Linked DNA regions of Gossypium hirsutum: region 2 is linked to region 1. A link is a contact called in public Hi-C data. All regions are on one chromosome and are shown on one strand. The core of a region is the stretch at or near the end of the contact, and the rest is flanking DNA. Distances in the headings are between cores, read along the strand shown. Region 1 holds the start of LOC107952163 (probable plastid-lipid-associated protein 11, chloroplastic). Region 2 has its middle 21 kb from the start of LOC121204232.

What was found. A called contact is a pair of places that touch in the nucleus more often than the background predicts.
Region 2: a contact with region 1 is called in a Hi-C map of leaf, with 1.8 times the contacts expected there. The contact joins the enhancer-like site here to the promoter of LOC107952163 in region 1. A contact is called at or near these places in 2 of 34 Hi-C or Micro-C datasets (both in leaf).

The regions. Positions count from the first base shown.
Region 1 is chrA07:36,841,409-36,846,268 of Gossypium_hirsutum_v2.1, reverse strand. LOC107952163 (probable plastid-lipid-associated protein 11, chloroplastic) reads right to left here and starts at 1,380. Exons shown (of 5, transcript XR_005930053.1): 1 at 391-1,380; 2 at 239-304. LOC107952162 reads right to left here. Exons shown (of 9, transcript XM_016887443.2): 2 at 4,850-4,860; 3 at 4,680-4,757; 4 at 4,275-4,327; 5 at 3,436-3,519; 6 at 2,502-2,554; 7 at 2,347-2,411; 8 at 2,198-2,256; 9 at 1,784-2,047. The coding sequence ends at 1,958.
Region 2 is chrA07:37,306,608-37,311,204 of Gossypium_hirsutum_v2.1, reverse strand. No RefSeq gene overlaps it. Among protein-coding and RNA genes, the nearest start is that of LOC121204232, 21 kb to the right of the region's middle. Within about 2 kb of position 2,889, at least 5 of the 9 cell types and tissues checked have an H3K27ac peak or open chromatin away from gene starts, as enhancers often do. A contact at or near this core is called in leaf, where this site is marked.

The DNA of each region.
Region 1 (4,860 bases), core at 131-2,630:
CGTATCCATAAGAAATTGCCATCAAACACAAGGAAATATTTACTATCAGTATTAAACATGTTTTTATAGAATTGCAACTTAAGAAAAGGCATCAAGGAGGAGTGGACCTTATTGTCAAATGCTAAGCTTGGAACCCAGAGTTCCTAATGTAAATCAAGACCTAAAATTATGTATTACTGCAAAATAAATGAGAATTATTACAGTCAATAATATATATAAAAAAGATACAAGTGCTCACCAACCCTGCCCAAATGGAGGCAACGGGAACTCCCAGTTTTTTCCCCTGAGAACCGCACTCGTAAACCTAGAAATTCAAAATACAATTTTATTCAGTCGTTAAGCGAGAGGAAAAGAAGGAAAAGTAGGTTTTGCTGAAGAAGAAGTAATTACTTGAAATTCACTCTCTGAGACGACGCAATTTCAATGCTGGACCGAACGAAGAAAACTCCGTCGGGTGGAAAGGTAATAACGTTATTGAGGGTCTTGTTGTCGACATCTATGACCTGCAAAACGTCGCCGGCTTGAGTACCGAAGAGGTAAGCTTTCTCTATAATGAAGAGCTGCTCTTTCTCCGTAGTCCATAGAAGCCGCCACGTGGCGGATAGGGAGTCGCCTGTGGTGACAGTATTGCGGCCCAGAACGGCCATGGCATCAATGGCTTTGATTATTGAATCGCGTTTGTTAGTGTCGTTTTGGGTTTTGAGACCCCGCTCCTGGTCGGAGATGAGATTGAGGAGGTGTTGTTTGGCTGATTGGGTGGTGAGGGAGGAGCATGTGATTTTAGGTCTAGGATAGTGAGGAGGCCGTGGTTTTTGTTTGGTGGTAGTGGAGACAGTAAGAGGAGACGATAGAGTGAGAGCCGCGAGTGACATGGTGCTTGGGTTTCTCTATTTCTTCGCGCCAGCACCAACTGATTAAAAAAAAAAAATTGAAATCTGTGGTTCAAACACAGTGGGACTTTGGGGGATAAAACTGTAATCAATGGCGTCCAATATCCCAATTTCAATTTTCTGGGCCAACCCAAAATAGCTGTTTATGATTGGTAGGGATCGACACCAGTAGCCAAGGAATACTATACGTGGATTGAAGGGACTGTTTCCGATTTCTTGCTTGCTTGTCTCCTGCCTGACATTGTTCTAGGATGGCATGGCGGCTTCATGCTAACAATGGCTTCATAGCTCTGTGTCCTTGCCTGCTTTCACCTTTCAAATTTTAATAACGAACATTATAAAATGATTGATCCCAATTTCTAAAGCATGTGAGCTTAGAACTTATCTGTCTGTTTTAACATTTTACAAAGAGAAGCTCATACTTGAGCCGATGGTGAAATTTTGCTAATTAAAAGATTTGCCGCGAAACTTGCTGAATACACAATGTTGTGTTTTTCCTTCTTCTCTTTAATCAAGTATTCCTGCTGATTTAAGATTTAATATTCATCTTAATTATCAATTTTACAGTTACAAAAATAGACTACAAGTATACCAAATACTTAACTTATTTTTAAATAATAATAATAATATAACCATATGAAAATCAACACACTTAATTCAAATTTATTTTTGAAAAAGATAAAATTGAAAGAACTATAATATATCACTTGCTACCCTTTGTGATTTATAATTTATTTTTCTCACAACCCAGACATAGGTTTAATGAATTATTCGTGCTGGATTACTACAATTCTATTTCCATAGATTGGACCAAACTATGAGGCCTTGAAACCAAACCTTGAGACCTTCTAAGTTCAGAAACCAGGGCCTTAAAAATGGAATACTAAAATTCATGTAGGAAGTTCGTTTATTTTATACATGTTCCCCGACGTGTAAACATCAGGCTCCAATTAAAATTTGAATATAATGATAGAACCTCCACCCAAAATGTATCCACTCAAAACATCGTGTTAGTGATGAAAACAGTGACATGTGAACTTAACAAAATAGCAGGGACAAGAGATGCCTCAAACTGCAATTCCATGATTACTAATTTTTGAAACCTCCTTTGTCAAAACATTCCGTTCTCGCTTTGCCTGAGACGCAAGGCTGGAAACCTGCAAATCAATTATTCCATATAAGCAATGCTTCCAAGGAAAACAGCAGCAGTCATCCAGGTTTATGGTCTATGCATTTCATTATATGACAATCAATATACTTATATATATTCAAAAAACAAGTCCATTCATAATATTCGAAGAACATACCTGCGATCGAAACCGAGATGCCTCTCTGCTTGGAAGTTCTCCAAGGGTATCTTTTAGTCCTGATGCGACATAATATAAGGAAGTTTTCTCAGCCTTACAAATGCTGAAAATAATTCAATGAACCTAATTGAGAGAGAGTACTTGAATACCTGCTGCTTGTCTTTCAATCTTATAAGCTGACTGAATTACACTTCGGATCTGCTTGCCTGCTTGCCTGAAACAAAATTGAATATGTCCAATGGCAATAATTAGCCTCAAGAGGCAGAAGTTAACATTACACTGTACTTCATTTGAAATTACAAACCTGAGTTTTGTCCGGCCACGGATCAGCTCGTCTTCGGCTACTGATGCACTTCGCTGGAAGCATAAATTTATGAAATATATTTCATAGATGCTTGATTAAAGGGCTTAAGTTGATCTAGGGAAATGATCCACTATAATTTGTGCAATACACATTTTCTAATGATATTCTAATGTACATTAAAGTTTCATCAAATAGGAACTAGAAGTCAATGTAATTCCAGGATGTATATTAAGAACAAGAAACTTTTGAAGTGGATATATACATCACCGCATGAACAGTTTGTTGGATAAAAGCTGTTTGAAAAGTCATTTCAGCAATTTAGATACTTTTCAATTCCCGGGGATTACCAATTCCCATTGAACACACAACCCAAAGCACTCTAATTAAAACAGCTCAAGTATACCTTAGGAAACAGTGAATTCTCTATTGTCATCAACATTTCATTCTTACCTTTAGATTATTATTAAAAAAAGAAAGAAAAGCTATAACTTATGTGTTTAACACAGAAGAATTCTAGAATCAGCCGAAACCAAGAGTATAAGTTCTCCACCACTGATGAACTTTCATGCATAAACTATGCACTTTTTAGGATAAGTGTATTTAACAATCCAATAAGCAGAAAAAATCCTGCTATTGAAAAACCAGCACACACCAGAGGAAGATAATTTTTGCTTCTTGGTTCAAAATCCTAATTTTCTGATTCGTAGAGATATCAGGGAAAATAAAATAGAAAACCTAAATTTTACATCACCAAGAATAGCCTATAAAACAACACTAGAAGACTGAGTAGATATGCTGAACTATAAACCAGTGGCTAGACACATTACATAGAACAGATGTCCAAAATAATAAAAACATGAAACAACATAGGCACATGATAATAGAATGCTTGTCAATAGTTTTCATCAGTTAAATCTAATGGGGAAAATGTTACCTCTAACTTCTCACTTTCAGCCTTAAGGCGGTCAATTGATTGTCTCAGTTCCTTTACTCTAATATCAGCTCTGGAAATCAAGGACTGCAACAAGAAATAGTAGGACATAAATGATAGTGGCTTTAAACTGATAAGATGTTTAATGGGTGTTGCTCACTATAATGAGCTTTCTTTTTTTGGTTCAAAATAATCTAATAAATTCAGAAAGATGCTTCCTGAACTGAGTGATTGTGTCGTAAACGGTAAAAACTGATAAATATATCACTGCATGGACCATGATGTGCAAAAACGAAATAGAAGATCCAAAAAACTATTTGGGAGGCATTCATTCAAGCAATATCGAATAAGAAGCTAGAAAAAGCTCCTCCAACATTACTACAACAGGCTGTTTCAACTTTCCCTTGACATATCAAAATTCTACTACCTTCTATGCTGCAAACTCAAATAATCCTTTGAGTTGATACAAATTTGGGATAGCCATTTGTTTCCATACTTTTACCATAAAAAATGCGTATGATTGTGAGTAGGTTAACAGATTTGAACTTTCAGGAAGAAAATGGAATTCAAGATTCTGTTGCAAGTAGATATGGATTTCACTCTTTGAGAAATTGGAATTTATAGAGACCTAACATTCCAATGTCCTGGGAGGGTAACTTTTTGCATGTAATTAGAAATCTCATTCATGTCCTTTTCTAAAATCCAAAATGAGAATAAGTAGTGGGTCTTCCAGAATCCAAATTGAGTATATGTATTTATTAGCTAAATAAACCCACCAACAAAAAGGACAAAAAGGGGACTCCATAAATCATAACATATAAGGCTAACGATATTTGACTCACCTCTTCGCTCTGAAAAAGACGCAAAGTCTTGTAATACAGTAAATGTCTTGGCCCTGGACATTGCAACAACTAGAAGTAAGAAGATGAAGAGAATTGCTTAATATGTCATTTAAGGAATTAAGCAAACTTAGCACTTGCAAGGCTGGGAATCGTAAACCTGCAAGTTCTCTAAGGAACAACTTTATCAAGACCCCTTAACAATTCTAAAACACTTAAACTAATCATTAAATTTGGTCATGACAAACACCAGCAGAACATAGAAAGAGCTAGTTTCAATGAATAGCGAGTTATGCATATACATTTGCTCGTACAATTACATGGTAGCATCATTTTCATCATATACAAAAAGGATAGAGACGGTTTTAATTGATGCCCATTGTTGCATAAACAACCTAGGAACCATACTTTTAAGTACCAGGAATCCCAAGCCAACAGCAGCACCGACGGTGATCAATGGATTCGAAGCTGCAATATTAATCCCCTCTGCAACAAAAATGTGAAACCTCAAAACCGAAAATTAATTCTCCAAGTTACAAGCAGAGCGTGCATGGATTGAATGGGTTGACGGAACAGACCTTTAACTTTG
Region 2 (4,597 bases), core at 1,640-4,139, 460 kb before region 1:
AAAACATATATTTGTAAAAAAAAAATTATGTATAAAATTTTAGGTGAAATTTTGAAGGGTATTGTGTTTTGAGCTCAAACGCTACCATGTGAAATTTTTAAAATTTATTCTCCATTTAGATTGATGTTAATAAATTTTATATAAAAATATAAAAAACAAAATTACACTTATAGTAATAGTAATTATTTTATAAAAATTATTTTTATTTATTTTCAATTGAGTTGGAATCCAATTGACTTATGACACTAGTCAACTAAGAACTTAAATATAGTATAGATAATTTGGAATAAGAAGGAAACATATAAGTCTCCTCTAACATATATTTAATTGAGTGAATGCCCTTTCCATAATGTATAGTCTATACTAATATTTAATTGTTTAACTAAATTCATGTGATGAATCAATCGAACACCAATTCAATAGAGAAATAATTACAAATTCATTTCTTTAAATAAAACAACATATATGGTTATAAGAATATTTATATCTTTTGATATTATAAATAGAGTAAATTTCCCAAAAATATCGTTTGTAAAAAAATTACTAGATTAGGTTGTATTTTCTAAAAATTACAGGACAATGTCAAAATAAGAAAAATGCACATTTTCAACGGATTTGCAGGAAAACATTTCCTTCAGTTAGAAGGGTTTTCTTGCTCTAATACTTTTTTTTTGTTTGTGCCATTTTTTGTGAAAATAAAACTTGCAAAACTTATCTTTTTGTAGACAACAAGTCTCATTTCTCTTGTTTTCTTAAGCGATATGAGATATGGATCTATATAAATTCATAATCCATTTACAATTTATTCCTAGATAATGTGAGATTACTTACTCTTTTAAATAACAACATATGATTAAAGACTACACTTAATTTTTAGAAATGGAAGACAAAACTTTGTACAACATTAAACTCTAACAAAATAAAACATCATAAACTCTTATACAAATATTATCGTTGTAAAAAAAGTCCAGTAAAAAAAGAAAGGCTAATTTACACATATAGTAACACATAATATTTTATATATAAATATTAAAGTGTAAAAATTAATTAGAGATAATATAGTGACGCATATTTTAGTTTTTATTTTTGAATATGTTAAATATAGATATTATTTTGTCAATAATTATAGATATTATTGTATTAACTCGATATGTTTATTTTTACATTTCTCTATATTTCTAAAAGTAAAAAGTATATTAGTCAATAAATAATTCGGTGACAAAGAATTTGTATTATTATTTAGTCTTCTATTAATACATAATTTTAAATTCAAACATGAAACAACTCTACCTCTCTTCCTATAAAAAATAATAAAAGAACAATGTAAATGAGTTAAGACTAAATCAATCAAGAAAATTACTTAAATAATTTTACATATTTACAAAAAAATATTTTATTATGAGAATATTTTTATTTTTTTCTTATTTGTTAAAAAATAGAAAATTTTCAAGTGTAAATAATATTTTTAAATATAAATTAATACATGATTATAAAATAAAAAATAACACAAATGCGATACAAATGTATAAAATTTTCATGATAAAAAATGAAAGAAAATAAAAAATAAAAAAATGATTTACCCAAATTACCCAAAAATAATTTAAAGATAATAATTAGTTTTCTAATGACTAACCTCAATTTATAATCTGAATAATCTCAAGCAAAAGGATAGCATTTAAAAATGACAAAATAATTTGTTAGAGTTTAATATTGTACAAAGTTTTGTCTTTAGTTTTTAAGAATTAAGTGTAGCCTTTAATTTTATTTATGTTGTTAGTTAAAAAAGTGAGAAATCCCATATTGTTTAGGAACAAACTGCAAATGGATTGAGTCTATATAGACCTATATCCCATGTCGTTTAAGAAAACAAGAAAAATGAGACTTAAAGTCTATATAAATACTTGTTTTATAAGTTTTATTTTCACAAGAGATGGCACCAAAATATTTCTAAAAAAGATACTGGGAGCAGAAAGTGCTTCTAGTTCGAAGTATTTTTCTATCAATACACTGAAAATACTTTCCTACAAATTCGTTAAAAATGCTTCTAATTGGAAATATTTTCATTATTTCGACCTAGCCCCGTAAGTTTTTTACAAAACAGCCTAATTCAATAATTAAAAGAAAAAGGAAAGTTTGTTTTAAAAAAAAAACCACTCGGAACACAATAATAAGGTTTGAATATTAGATTTCAAGAAAAAAGAAAATTTGAACCACTATTCTCAAGACCTTTAATTATAAAAATAAAAAATAACATTATTTTTTGTTGGGTTGTTAAAAGGAAGTGCATGTAATGATTCAACACCCCCCCCAAAGTCCTATCATTTATTGATTATTGTATGATTGTTTGAAAAAGTGATTTTAGATATCCCTAATCATATAAAAAGATCCAATGTTCCATTGCATCAGCCCATGTGCAATATTTAATTATCTGAATTTTATGGACAAAAAGGGATAATAAAGTAGCGAATATCTTATTTGTTGAAGGGGAAACCCTTAAAAAAGGAGAGCTGCCTGGGCACTTCAAATAATTTTATTATCAGACAAACAGAAAGGAAAATGATGGAGAGAATCTGCCAAGATTATACCCACTAATATTATTATTATTTAAAAAGAATCCTCTCACAAGTCAAACACTATTCATCAAACTCAAATGGAAATGGAGTTTGATTTTCTCTTTTTAGAAAACAAAGCGGTCATTTGAGAATAATAAATATTATGTTATATATAAAAAGATTATAAAATGAAGTTGGAGTTGGAGTTGTTTTCCTTTGTGGTTAAGTGTATGGACAAAGAGTTGAAAACAACGTTTCACTTGCATATTGCTTCATGGAAGGAGTGCAGCAAATCCCTTGGCTCCCCATTCTCCAGCTTTGCAGGGACCCCTCAAACACGTCCTTTTCATCTTTAATTACAGTTGGGGCCAACCCTCTTCTTCAGCGAGATGCATTGTGAAGGGGAGAGGAAAGACGAAAGTGGGACCCCTCAGCTTTGAATGCAACTACAAAAACCAGGCAGCTCTAATTAAGGCTACACTACCAACTGGCATGCAGTGCCAAAGCTCGGGCCAGTGTTAATGGAGGAAGCCGGTGCGGGGATGACTACTTTTCAAAGCTGTTTTTTGCATGCAGGATTGCAGGTTTTTTATCAGTCATGTAGAAGGTGGGGACCTTAACTCATTTGGCTTGATATGGGTTTTTGCAGGGTTCACGTGCACTGCGCGTGATCAGTTGGTAGATGGATTGTCCTTTGTGGGGGACTTGGCCAACAGTTCGGGAAGCCATTTCGGATTTTTATACCTACCTCTTGCTTCGCTATTTGCCATGAAGAAGATGGGCAGTTTTACTTCCATTTTTTCTTTATTAATTTGTTGGTTGGGGGGTTACTTTCGATTTTCAAAGATAGAATAACGTGTGATTCCAGAGTCAGTGACTCCATTGTTTTATCTATTGCAACTTAGTAATTCTATCACTTCAAAATGCAATAAATTTAGTTAGACCAAGAGAATATAATTTAGGATAAAATAAAGTTTGATTTCCCCATTCAAAACTTACAAAATCTCATTTAAATTTTTTTGTCACAAATTATTAAACGATTAACAGAAAGATTACATGACAACTTTTAAATTTAGTATATAATAAATTTAACTTTTAATATTTACAAATTATTTTAATTTATCCTTTTTTAAATAATTCAATTCACAATATGTAAATTAGAAATAATCACAAAGACATTTTTTTTTAAATTCTTATTATTAAATAAGATAATTAGAAATACATTGCTTTCCTTATACTTCAAATGGTAGAGAACATAATATCTCTCTATGATAATCAACTGATTTTTTGTTAGCTTGAGCTGATCACCGTTGATGAAGCAAATAAAAGTTTAAAAAAGAATTGAAGCAATTAGAATTATATTTGGGTTTACTTAACGTAGTGAGTACTTTTTATTGTCATAAAATTGAATCGGGAATTTATTGAAAATTGGGTTGTTTTGTTTATTGTTGTTGTTTTTTTATTTTATCATGGAGTCAAACACATGGACAATGTTGCGAAAGGATGAAGTGACAACACTCTAATTGTAACACCCCTCGTCCTACCTGATCGTCGAGTATGAGTTATAGAATGTTACAATCATTTCCGGAGCAACTACTGACGAAAACATTGAAAATAAACCATTTAAACATACAAATATTTCATAATTATAGTCATTATATGATAAAGAGACTTTACCGAGACTCAATCACACATACGAAAACTTAATTGTTAGTTTGAACATGAAATAGGGCCAAATTGAAAATTTTCAAAATTTTAGAATAGGTAACGATACCTCTAAAAGGCATCGATACCAAATTTAATTTCGGTGTTTGGAAAATTCATCCTCAAATCAACAAGTATTGATATCATATTCTAGTATTGATACCGTTTTATGATTCTATTTATTTTGTAAAAGCTTATCAAAATACTAGTGTTTTGATACTCGTGTAAAGTATCGGTACCTTGATGTCGAGTTTTGATACTTTAGTCCAGTATCGACATTGTTTTGACATTTTGTTTGTTTGAAAACTGATTGAAAATTGCTAAGAATCGATACCTTTACT